Linked DNA regions of Sus scrofa: region 1 is linked to region 2. The links are chromatin contacts, called in public Hi-C maps. All regions are on one chromosome and are shown on one strand. Each heading gives the region's core, a stretch centred on a gene start, on an enhancer-like site or on the middle of the called end of the contact. The rest is flanking DNA. Distances are from core to core; before and after follow the strand shown. Region 1 overlaps ELMO1 (engulfment and cell motility protein 1). Region 2 overlaps ELMO1 (engulfment and cell motility protein 1).

Region 1 (5,016 bases), core at 1,095-3,594, 150 kb after region 2:
TATTTTGAATTTCTGGCAAGTGTTCTGGATGTCTTCATCAAGTTAAGAGGTCAGATTCATCCAGGCTGAGATGTGCATAGGTCACATTTTCTTAAAGGCCCTCAGCTCCATTTAAAAAAGCTCTTTTAGCAATATGGACTCCAGTAGCTTTTTTTTGTTGTTTTTTTTAATGGCCATAGCCACTGCAAATGGTAGTTCCTGGGCCAAGGAGTGAATCCTATGTTGCAGCTGCAGCAATGCCAGATCGTTTTAACTCGTTTCGAACCCACACCTCCGCAGCAACTGATCCACTACAGTCAGAGTCTTAACCCACTGTGCCACAGCAGGAACTCCAAATACCAACTCCGTTTTAAGTTTCCTTTCACACTTCACAGTACCATGTGACATGTTCTCATATGCAATATTCTTTCATACCAGCACACTCCAATGGCTGTATTATGTATCATTGGCCAGCTTTACTATATTTATTTAAATTTTCCTTCACATTAAGTAACATTTGGAAGACGTGGTAAATCTGTCAGGGTTTAGTCAGAACATAGAAACCATGCCATTATTTGAAAAGGGAAAACTTAAAAATTGGTAAATGTTAACTATAGGCACAGGGGTTAAAAAAAAAAGGACTCTGGTTGCAGCAAAGTAGCTGTGGCCTCTAGCATGGAGAGGAGAGAACAGTTTAAGCACTAAAGACCAAGAGAGGGAACTGCCCCTTCCCCAGGTTTCTTCAAAGAGGGCACGGCTCCCCCAGGCACACCCTGCAGTGATGAAGGAGGCAGGCCTGTGCTGAAGGACGGGAGTGTGTCTGTTGCTGGCAGGTGGAGTAAGCAGAGCTACTTAGAAGTGGCTTCTGATGGTGGAGTAAGCAGAGCTGCGTAGAAGGGCCTGAGGGTGGAAGAGACCCTAGGGTGGATGAGGCCCGAGGGTTTCTACATTTAATAATAACAATCATATAAGAGCGGATCGAAACCGAACTGCCTTTCTAGGCTCAGGCAGGATTATTCCAGTATGCTCTTTAACATTCTTCCAGATGGCAGAGGAAAAATGCCTGCAAGGGCCAACTCCAGGATACAACGTCCAGCCAAGAATGTTGGATTCAGGGTTGAGAGGCAATAAATGAACAGCTGGACCACTTGGGCTTGCTTTTAGTTTTGTTTCTCTGTTATAAGCAATGCTGCCATAGACATCCTATGTAAATGGCTGCATCGCTGATGTTTCCAAAGGAAAAATACATAGAATTTGATTTTGATTTTTAAGGCTTTTGTTAAACGTTACAAAATCACCCATGAAAAATGGGTGTCTATTTACTGCCCTTCAACTTATGAATGGGAGGAAGGCACATATTTTTGTCATAGAACTTATTGCTTCCTAGCTTTTTGGTTCTTGGGCTCATCTATTAGATTGTTAAATTGGAGACGAGAGATGCTCAGAGCCAGTGGTTGCGTGGTTGGAGCCTGGGGTCTAACTTAGGACGTGCCAAGCCCTGCAAGGTGGCAGGGTACTGCTGGGTCCCTCCACCACCTTGCCCGGTCTCCTTGATTTCCTCCCTTTCCAGTCTGATTCACTGCTCCTGATAGATTCGTTTCTCTCACACACCCCCTTCATCATATCGGCCAACTTGCTCAAAAGCCTTAAATGTCCCCTCTTTACTGCATTGCGAATAAAAGAGAAGTGAAGAGAATTGACCTTGGGCTTGGGCCCCTTGCTTCCATTCCGTTGATGAGGAGACTGAAGCCAACGGACCTGCCCAAGGTCACATGGGAAGTCAGTTCGTGCAGGCTCAGCCTGGGCTTCCTTCCTTCCAGCCCAGTGCACTTGGCTCCAGGCCCCCAGACCCCTGCTGGTCCATCATCCTCACTCCCTTATTATTCCCCCAGTCCAGCCCTGAAGTGGAAAGAGAGTTTTTGAATACATATCCTCACTCTTTGAAGCTCACAGTGTACCTTGCTGGTGCTTATTCTCCTGTCCGTGTTGTCAAAATTATCCTCCTCACCTCTGTGCCGAAGGGGACTGGCTACTCTGACTTCAAAGCTGCGTTCAAGATTCACCATCTAAATAACGACCTTCCATCATTTCTTAACAGACCGCACTCCGATGGTTCTTGTCCAAGGTGTTAGAGGGACATGGATGTAGACATGGACAGGTTCTGCCCTGAGCTTTTGGGCCTGGGATCCGGTCACCGGGTAAAGGCAGATGTGTTCTCACTCCTGCCATGTGAAATTGGCTAGGGAACTAGCAGCTTCCCCACCTTTCTAAAGGGGCGCCTCTTTTTAGCAGCAGAGAACATCTAAGAGGGCCTGTTCCTTTAAGATAAGCAGGTTCTTCTCCAGTAAAACATTGTTCTTTATCTCCTCTTCTACAAGCAGTGGAGTAAAATGCCAAGGGAGACAGGCCTTCTCCTCCCGTTCTTCCCCTGGGGCTCACCAGGTCCCAGAGACTCCTTGGGCTCCAGTGGGGCTGTCTCTCTGCCTCCTGCCACTCCCCTCACCCAGGTCTCGTGACAGGTAGAAAGAGAACAAAGCCTCCCAGGCCTTCCTTCATCATGGTCTGTGTTTATACAGCACAAAAGGGCAGTGGACGCTATCTTACTCAACACCTGGCTTGTCTGCCTTTTGGGTTTGGGAACCGTGTGAAGGGTCCCTGGGTGCAGTGAGAAGGAAATGATTAAAGAAAAACCATACCTGGGACTAGCATCTAGTTAGGAACATGAGAAAAAAAGGGGGGTGGAAAAGAAGTCAAATTCAGATGCTTCAATCCACGGGTGGTGATAAACTGCTAAAGTCCCCTGGGGTTGGGCGGGGAGGGGAGGGAGGACCGTGGTGGCTGATGCTCAGGACCTGAAAAGGCTGGAGTGTTAGTTATGGGGAATGGGCATTTAGGAGGTTTTGCCACCCCTTCTTTCCTATCCTTTTCCCCCACCCTCACCTCTTTTTTCCCTGGCTTATAGGGGGTTGGGATTTATTTTCGAGTATTTCTGTCCTCCTCCTCAAATGGTAGACCCGTAGTCCTCCGTGTAGAGGCATCGCTCTGTAACCTAGCAACCAGCATGTCATACGCTGTCCTTCGTTATTTCCTTCAGCCCCAAAATTCGAAGATCACAAAAATGAACATACAAAGGACAGAAAGGATCAGGTTTGCACGCAAAATCAGTCTTTGTGATAATCGAGTAATGAGTCTGAAGAACTGTGTTATTTCCTAGTCATACGTCCAAAGGAAGGACCTCGTCACATCGGGAGAGGGAGATGGACAAAGACAGAATGAGGAGGAAGAGAGACAGAGCCAAGAAAAGACCCTGGAGCCGCCTGGACCTGGGGGGGCGGGGGGGGGGGTCGTAATTCCGCCCCCACCCCACCCCTGACCTCCTGCTTTCCTTGCTCAATAACAGGAAGAGGGGTAGAATTTGGAATTTTTGACCAGGGAATAATTCTTAATTTGTCCGGCCAGATAGAAAGTTGGCATACTGAGAAAAACCAATTTCAGAGGGAAAAACTATGACAACAGTGACATTTTTCTGCAGGATCTTATTATCCCATCCGCACAGAGGCCGAGTCACGGAGCTGGCTCTGTGGGGGAACACAAAGACGTCCTATGGAGACGCCTGTGAATGTCAGGGGCTAGTACAGTCTGCCACTGCTGGGTGTGAGTAAATGCGACAGCGGGGCTTTCGCGGGCTGTCACTGGGCCCCTTGTCATTTTCCTGAACATTGTGTGCTGTTTGGACATTTTCCTGCAGAACTGTTCTTTCTGCTGCTTTCTCCTCTTCCATTTTGGGGAGCTGGCATGAGTCTTGTTTGCTTCACTTTATTACCTTGAAATTCAGAATACTTACGCCCCGTGTGCTCTGTGGTCTTACGCATCAGACTGCAGAGATGCCAAACTTTATTGTGCCTCCGAATTACTTGGGAGCCTAGTGATGTGCAGCATCCCAGACCCCTGAGTGAGTGGCTCCAGAGGGGTGGGAGTCCTGGAAACCTGCATTTTGATGCCCGTGGTGATTCTGAAGCCACGTAAAGGTATGGGGATTAAAGACTGACTTCCCAGAAAGGGGCACGGAGCAATTTCCTAGCACGGTGAGCTGATGGATACAGTCTTCGTTTTTACAGAATCCCCTCTCTATTTGGAGGGAGGGAGTTTGCCCATTTTTTTTTCTTTCCTTCCCCACATGCTTTTATATGTCAGTTTAGATGTCAGCTAGTAGTGTTTCTTAGCGGGCTGGGTAAAGGTGACCCTGGACGCAGGTGAATGCTGCTGGGTTGGTCCTGTTGAAAGCTGCTTCCCAAAGGTCACCGGCACAACCTGACAACCTGTTGATGAGACAAAGCTGGCCAGTCTATTGCTCACTGCAGGAAGGGAGAACAGTGCCTGCCAGTGCCGTGGCAGGTAGTGTATGTTCACGGGTAGAGGGGAGATAGCCAGTAGGCAGGATAAGTAAGTAAAATCATACACACACACACACACACACACACACACACCGCCCTTATTGAACGCTTGGAGGATTGCATCAAAGAAGACCCCTCTGAAACAGACCTAGAGGCCCGAGTATGAAAAAAGGGTGAGTGCAGGGTTCCCAGCCTTTGATGTGGAGCATGCTGTGTGCCAGGCCTCCTCCTCAGCCACTCTGATCTGCTGATAGAAGAGGCATACGGTTGCTAATGTTTTTTATTCTGCTGTATGCGTGCTGCTGCCTTTAGGGTCTTAGACTTAGGATAACATAGATCATACTATTATTTTTACGGATCGGATTACATATAGAGATGAGCTAAATACAACTAAGCATATGCATCAACGTGCCTTTTGGATATTATCAGTTATGAATAAAGAGCTAACTTTTTTGGATGAGTGTTTGCCATGTGCCATTCACTGTTCTAAGCTCTTTAAATGGATTGTTTCATTTAATCCTCCGAGCAGCCTTAGGAGACAGGCACCAGCCCTATTTTACACAGGAACAAGCTGGTGCAAAAAGGACTGCTGTCACTTGTACCAGATTCCCTAGGTAACAAGTGAAATGTGGGTCCAGTTGAG
Region 2 (5,689 bases), core at 437-2,936:
CTGAGCCTCCACCCAGCTTTTCTGACTCTTCCTCCCCTGCTATTTGTGTGTCTGTGTCGTTTTCATTGCTCTCTTGATGGTTCTCTAGGACTAGCCTGGTCTTAGGCCAGCACCTCCACGTTGAGCTATGCTGCAGCGCATCCTTCATTGCTGCATGCCCGTAGAAATGCCCTGGTTCTGATGGATATGTCCTGGGTTGCCATGGCACCCATGGGTGTGTCTGCCATCACTGAGGCCAAGGTTGTCAGAGTTAGTGCCTACCTTTGGATGTCACATCCCAAAGCTGACCTCTTTCGTCTCGGGGGATCCTTCTCTCAAGGACAGCATGCCCATCACCCAAGTTCATGCATGATGCTGAAGTGTGTAAGCCAGAATGCAGTTCATTAATCAAAAATGAGAATGATGTTTGCCAAGAGGAATAGACATATATTCTTTAGCCAACATTTTTTATCCTCTGTGGATGAGTCATGGTGATAGCAAAGCATAGAAGCAATTGGTGGTGAGGGGATCCGTTGGGGAGAGGGAATACATCCAGCAGAGGATTTTCCAGCTAGTCATAATTTTTGCTACTTCTCCTGCCCTGTAGATTAATGCCAGCTACGTGAACAGAGACTGGAGTCTTTAACCAGGATGATTTCTCCTTTAGATGATGCTGAGGCTACTGATTCTCTTCTTTTTCTTCCTGCAGGCTATTGCCCATTCTGTGTTGACCCTTTATATCAGGCGGTCTCAACCTCAGCACTGTTGACATTTGGGGCTGGATAATTCTTTGTTGTGGGGAGTGTCCCGTGCATTCCAGGATGTTTACTAGCCTCTCTGGCTTCTCCCCAGCAGATGCCAGTAAGGGCACCCAGTTGTGATAACCAAATACATCTCCAGACATTGCCAATTGCCAACCTCCCTCCCCCGATTAAGAATGACTGTTATGTTTTCTTGCATAAATCGGTCCAGTTGTGGGCTCTCAGACAGCGGTTATAAGTGCCCCAGTTTTCTATTTACTGGTTGTGTCTTTGCCCTAAGGTGGTTTATTCAGGGATGGATGGTCTCACCCTTATGTTCATTTATTTCCTCTGGTTCTCCAAACTTCCTCCCTGGCTTCCTTTTCTCCTGTAGTTGTAATTGTCTTCCTAACGCAAGTCGGTTTCAAGCCTGAATTTCGTTTGTGTTTCTTCCTGGCACCCTCTGGCTGGGAAAAAAAAACCCATAAGAAAAACAAAAACAAAAACTGTAGCTAGTAGTTTGCGTCTGAGTTTGCACAAGGTCTTGAATTCTGGCCACTGGTTACTGCGTGCAGTGTAACCTCCACATAACGGGAGTAAGACACATGAAGCAGGACCGTGGTCCTGGAGCTCAGCCGGGCTCATGCAGAGGTCTCGGGCAAAGATTAAGGACATGTCTGCGTGGGAAAGAGTTAACTGGGTGAAAGACCTCCTCTGCTTGTAAAATACACCTTGGCTATTTGGGTAATAACAGATATTGATATTCCATTAGTGTGAGCAGAACACTGCTTTAAAGTACGGCTACATGTGGGAGTCCTTTTCCACTCTGTCCGTTAGATTTCTGCCCTCATCTTGCCACATTTGTTTTCTTACGTAATTATCTGTCAACCTTTTTATTTACCTTCTCTCTTCAGCCCCTGTAGCAGTGCAGCATCTAGTGGCTTCAGCAACGTGGCGATATTGCAGGGCTTGTGCTCTAGCTATGTCTCCTTGAGGCAGTGCTTTCTTATAAGTCACAGCCCTATAGCTGCCCTCCACCCTTCCTTCCGCCCTTTGTGCCTTCTTTTTTTTTTTTTTTTTTTTCTTTTTAGATTGCATTTCGAAAGCCAGTGTTTTCTGCTGTGGGGTTCTGTGGCTGAGCATTCCTGGATGAGCTATATTTTCCAGGCTGCTACACACAATTACCCTTAATTTCGAAGCGTAATGCATTTCAAAATAAATTTTTTTTTTTTCTGTTTTCAGGCTCTTTAATCCAAATTCAGAGCTACGGCTGGCTTTGCCCTTGGCCTCCAGAAGGCATGTGGCTTGGAGGTGGGAGCCAGTGGAGGGACTTTGGTTAGATTTCGTATTTTTGGCTGAGTGACGAGAGAATTCCAACAAGCTCAGTAAGGCTGGTTTTGACCTGACTCCTGCCCGCCCTCACCACTGCCCCGCCCCGTCATTTTCACAGCGTTTTTATAGTGGACCTCATGCCCCGGTTATTCCAACTCTGGGCTACGACGTGGGAAGTGACCATGTATTCCAAGATTTAGACTGGGGGGAATGGGACCAATTCTTTCACACAATAAACAGTAAGTGTGTGTTGTCTATGTACGTGTGTGTGAGAGAGAAAGACACACAGACACGCACACAACCACGCAGCTCTCCCAGTACTGGAAGGTCTTTAGGAGCAAAGAAAGTATTATATCACCTGCTTGTTTTCTCCAGTGCTTGTCTCTTTTTTAGCAAGTCAGTATAAATTACATTAAATCAACACTTGTATCAAGGAATAAATATGTTTCCATCATTTTTCATCTTAGTCCACTGCCTGGAAGTGACTTCACATCATTAGAACTCTTTACCCAGTTACCCTCCAGTCTTCAGGTGAGCGTTTTGAGAATATTTGCCTGGATTAATATGAGAGAAGCACAATAAAGATTTATTTCGTCACTGTAGTATATTTTAAAAATAAATGTGCGACATATTTAAAATGCACATAAATATTTTAAAACTGAAATATTGCTGGGCTTGAAGCACCCATCATAATACAGGATCATTCATTCATTCATTCATTCATTCAGCAGCCGTTTTGATCACATATTATGTCCCGTAGTCAGGCTCTTGATGGACATTATAAGACCCACTTCACATGAGTAGTGTGGGGAGGGGGCTTGTATGAGAAACAGACCCATTAATAGATCCTCATTATAAAATGGATCAATGTGTATTTAGAGTGTGTGCAGTTCACTGAAGAAGGGGTGCACAAGGAGGGGTCTTTAAGATGGATCTAGAAATTTTTTTTTTTTTTTTTGACTTTTAGGGCCGTACCTACGGGATATGGAGGTTCCCAGGCTAGGGGTAGAATTGGAGGTGTAGCTGCCTGCCTACACCACAGCCACAGCAATGAAGGATCCAAGCTGCGTCTGAGACCTACACCACAGCTCATGCAAAGCCTGATCCTTAACCCACTGAGCAAGGCCAGGGATCGAACCTGTTTCCTCATGGCTCGTGGATGCTGATCAGATTCATTAATCACTGAGCCACAGTAGGAACTCCCAGATCTAGAAATCTGAGCGTTAAAAGAAAGAACCTACTGTGTCCAGGGTACCCCACTATCAGGGGAGTAGGGAGAAAGTTTGCAAGAGAGCTTGTGTAAGCTCTACCAGCAGCTGGGCATTTGGATTGAGCAGAAAGGAGTGCTAAAGGATTTGAGAGAAAGAAAAGACACAGTTGGAATTCAATGAGAAATATAAGTCCCAAGTCTACAGGGAAGGTAGATGAAAGGGGACAGGTGGAGGGAGTCCCATCCCAGGAAAGATGGCAGCTATACCCCTTCCTTCTAGGCCTACCTGAATAAATACACAATACTTGTTGGTAAATAAGTAAAGCGGAGGGCTTACTTTGTAAACCTAAAACTTGAAAGCAGGTCTTTCCCTCCCACCTTCAAGTCTGAGTCCTGGGCCCATCCTCTTCTTCTAAAGAGACATCATCCAGAGGTCCCCCACCCCTTCCCTCAGCTGGATGCAAACCAGAGGGAAAGGGTATTGAAATTCTTGAAAAAAATAAAAGAGTAGGGGCCTATTGGATTGGGGAAAAACTGAAATATAGGCGTCTTTGAGGTTTAAAGCTGAATAAATACATACTTTTTTGGTTGAGGGTTCAAGTGTCTTTTTGACTCTTGGCTGGTTGACTGCGTGTGAGATAATTACCTTTCTCAGCCTCAGTTTTTACATCTTTCATATGGGAAAACAAGCGCCTACCCCTTAGAGTTCCTGAGGTAATTAAATATGATAATCATAAAGGAGGGTACCCTGAAAGCACAGGGTTGGATTGGCTGTTGTTGTTGATGTCGTTCATATTCTAGTTAATTCTAGATTAGTAATTCTACTAATTCTAGTCCTGATTCTTAGTTAATACTAAGTACTTTTTATTCAAGTTTTTTATTCAAATATCTTGCTAAAATCATTTAAAGATATACATTGATTATTTTATCTCCTCTAAGGAACTTGGAGAATTCCTCCTAAAATCTTCATGAGACTGTTGGTTTGATATCTTTTCATCAGGAATTTAGAAGCAAACTGCTGAAATACAGGTCAGGGAAAATTTCTGTCATTTGTGAATTAAAAGAACTGACATTAAGAATCATGTTAGCTACGTGGGGTCCTCAAATAACAAGGCTTGTTAATAGATCTCTCTCCCCCGTTCATTGACAGCTGACCTGGGATTTTACTGTTTTATTATTTTAGTTTGGGTAGAGAGAATAGAGATGGCGAGTTGGGGGTCTTTCCCTTTACTTGAACCCAGCCTTTTGGGGGCCGTTTGCACTTGTCCAGCCTGGACAGAAGCCCAGTGAGAACCCCCCAGTTTGTGGAGCAATTGTAGAGGAGCATTTGGCAGGAATTTAATGCAGTGGAACTGGGTTTTATACGATGATGTTGCATGTTAAGGACTTAGCTCCATGGTTCCAATAACACTTTGTAAATGTCCCTTTCTGAATCATTTGGAACTTCCTGTAAATAGAGAATGTTCATGGGCAGGTGGGTGGTAGACAAGTGTTAATTTTTCTTCTTTAATCTGAACCTGTAAATCAAATTAGAAAATATTCCAGAGATTAAAAATAGAAAATAAAGTAGGATGTCTACAGTCCTGAGTGAACAGTTCCGGGACAGCGCTGTCATCTCAGCATGATGAACTGTATCAACTTTCACTTTCAAAAGTGCCCTCGGTTGGACAGTTCACTTTATGGTCACCTAAGTAGAAGCCACCTGTTTCCATTTCTACTCATTCTCTCTGGCTATGGCCAGTTTGTTTAGATGCCTTCTCTGTGCTCCTTCAGGAAGACAACCACTAGCTGACAGGCTCATCAGCTCATTAAGCAGTAATGGCTTTTATGGAGTGGCCCAGAAAAAAAAAAAAAAAATAGACCTCATTGTAGGCACTGACCTGCCATGAAGTGTGGGTGTAGGAGAGAAATGTGCCAAATGGAAACTGTCCCCAAGCTTGTGCTTTGAAAAGTATAGTTCCCACACCCCCATGACTATAGTCATGAAAAATCACCTGTCTAATCACTGTAATCAAATCTTATTTGGTACCTGACAAATGACATACTCTCCTCAGTGTGCGGTAAAATTCTCAGTCACTTTCTTTTCCCCCCAGGTAGGGTGATAAGTATGGATTGTTCAGCTGCTAGACTGTCACGTGTGTTGATGCCTCTTTATATCAGGATTAGAGAGGCTTGAGAGAGCAGCTTTAGAGGGGATCAACTGTTCAATGCTAAAAGACCCATAAAAAGGTTTTCATAGTGAAATATAGATTTACAGTAAATCACTGGAGAATTGTATCCATACCAAAATATTTATCAGATTAACAGTGGTTCAAACCTGTGAATGCCCCTCGTACCCATTTTACAGATGAGGAAATTTACATGTCAGGGGGCTGGCTGCCCAGATCAGTGCAAGGCCCAGAGAAATGGCATAGTAGCAGTTTAAATG

What was found. A called contact is a pair of places that touch in the nucleus more often than the background predicts.
Region 1: a contact with region 2 is called in a Hi-C map of fetal liver, with 1.5 times the contacts expected there. The contact joins two enhancer-like sites. A contact is called at or near these places in 1 of 5 promoter capture datasets (liver), 14 of 47 Hi-C or Micro-C datasets (alveolar macrophages, blood, embryonic fibroblasts and 7 more) and 2 of 2 datasets of contacts at active chromatin or transcription factors (alveolar macrophages and skeletal muscle).

The regions. Positions count from the first base shown.
Region 1 is chr18:36,943,572-36,948,587 of Sscrofa11.1, forward strand. All of the region lies in intron 8 of ELMO1 (engulfment and cell motility protein 1), which reads left to right. Among named protein-coding and RNA genes, the nearest start is that of ELMO1, 190 kb to the left of the region's middle. Within about 2 kb of position 2,345, at least 6 of the 83 cell types and tissues checked have an H3K27ac peak or open chromatin away from gene starts, as enhancers often do. A contact at or near this core is called in fetal liver, where this site is marked.
Region 2 is chr18:36,792,300-36,797,988 of Sscrofa11.1, forward strand. All of the region lies in intron 5 of ELMO1 (engulfment and cell motility protein 1), which reads left to right. Among named protein-coding and RNA genes, the nearest start is that of ELMO1, 40 kb to the left of the region's middle. Within about 2 kb of position 1,687, at least 14 of the 83 cell types and tissues checked have an H3K27ac peak or open chromatin away from gene starts, as enhancers often do. A contact at or near this core is called in fetal liver, where this site is marked.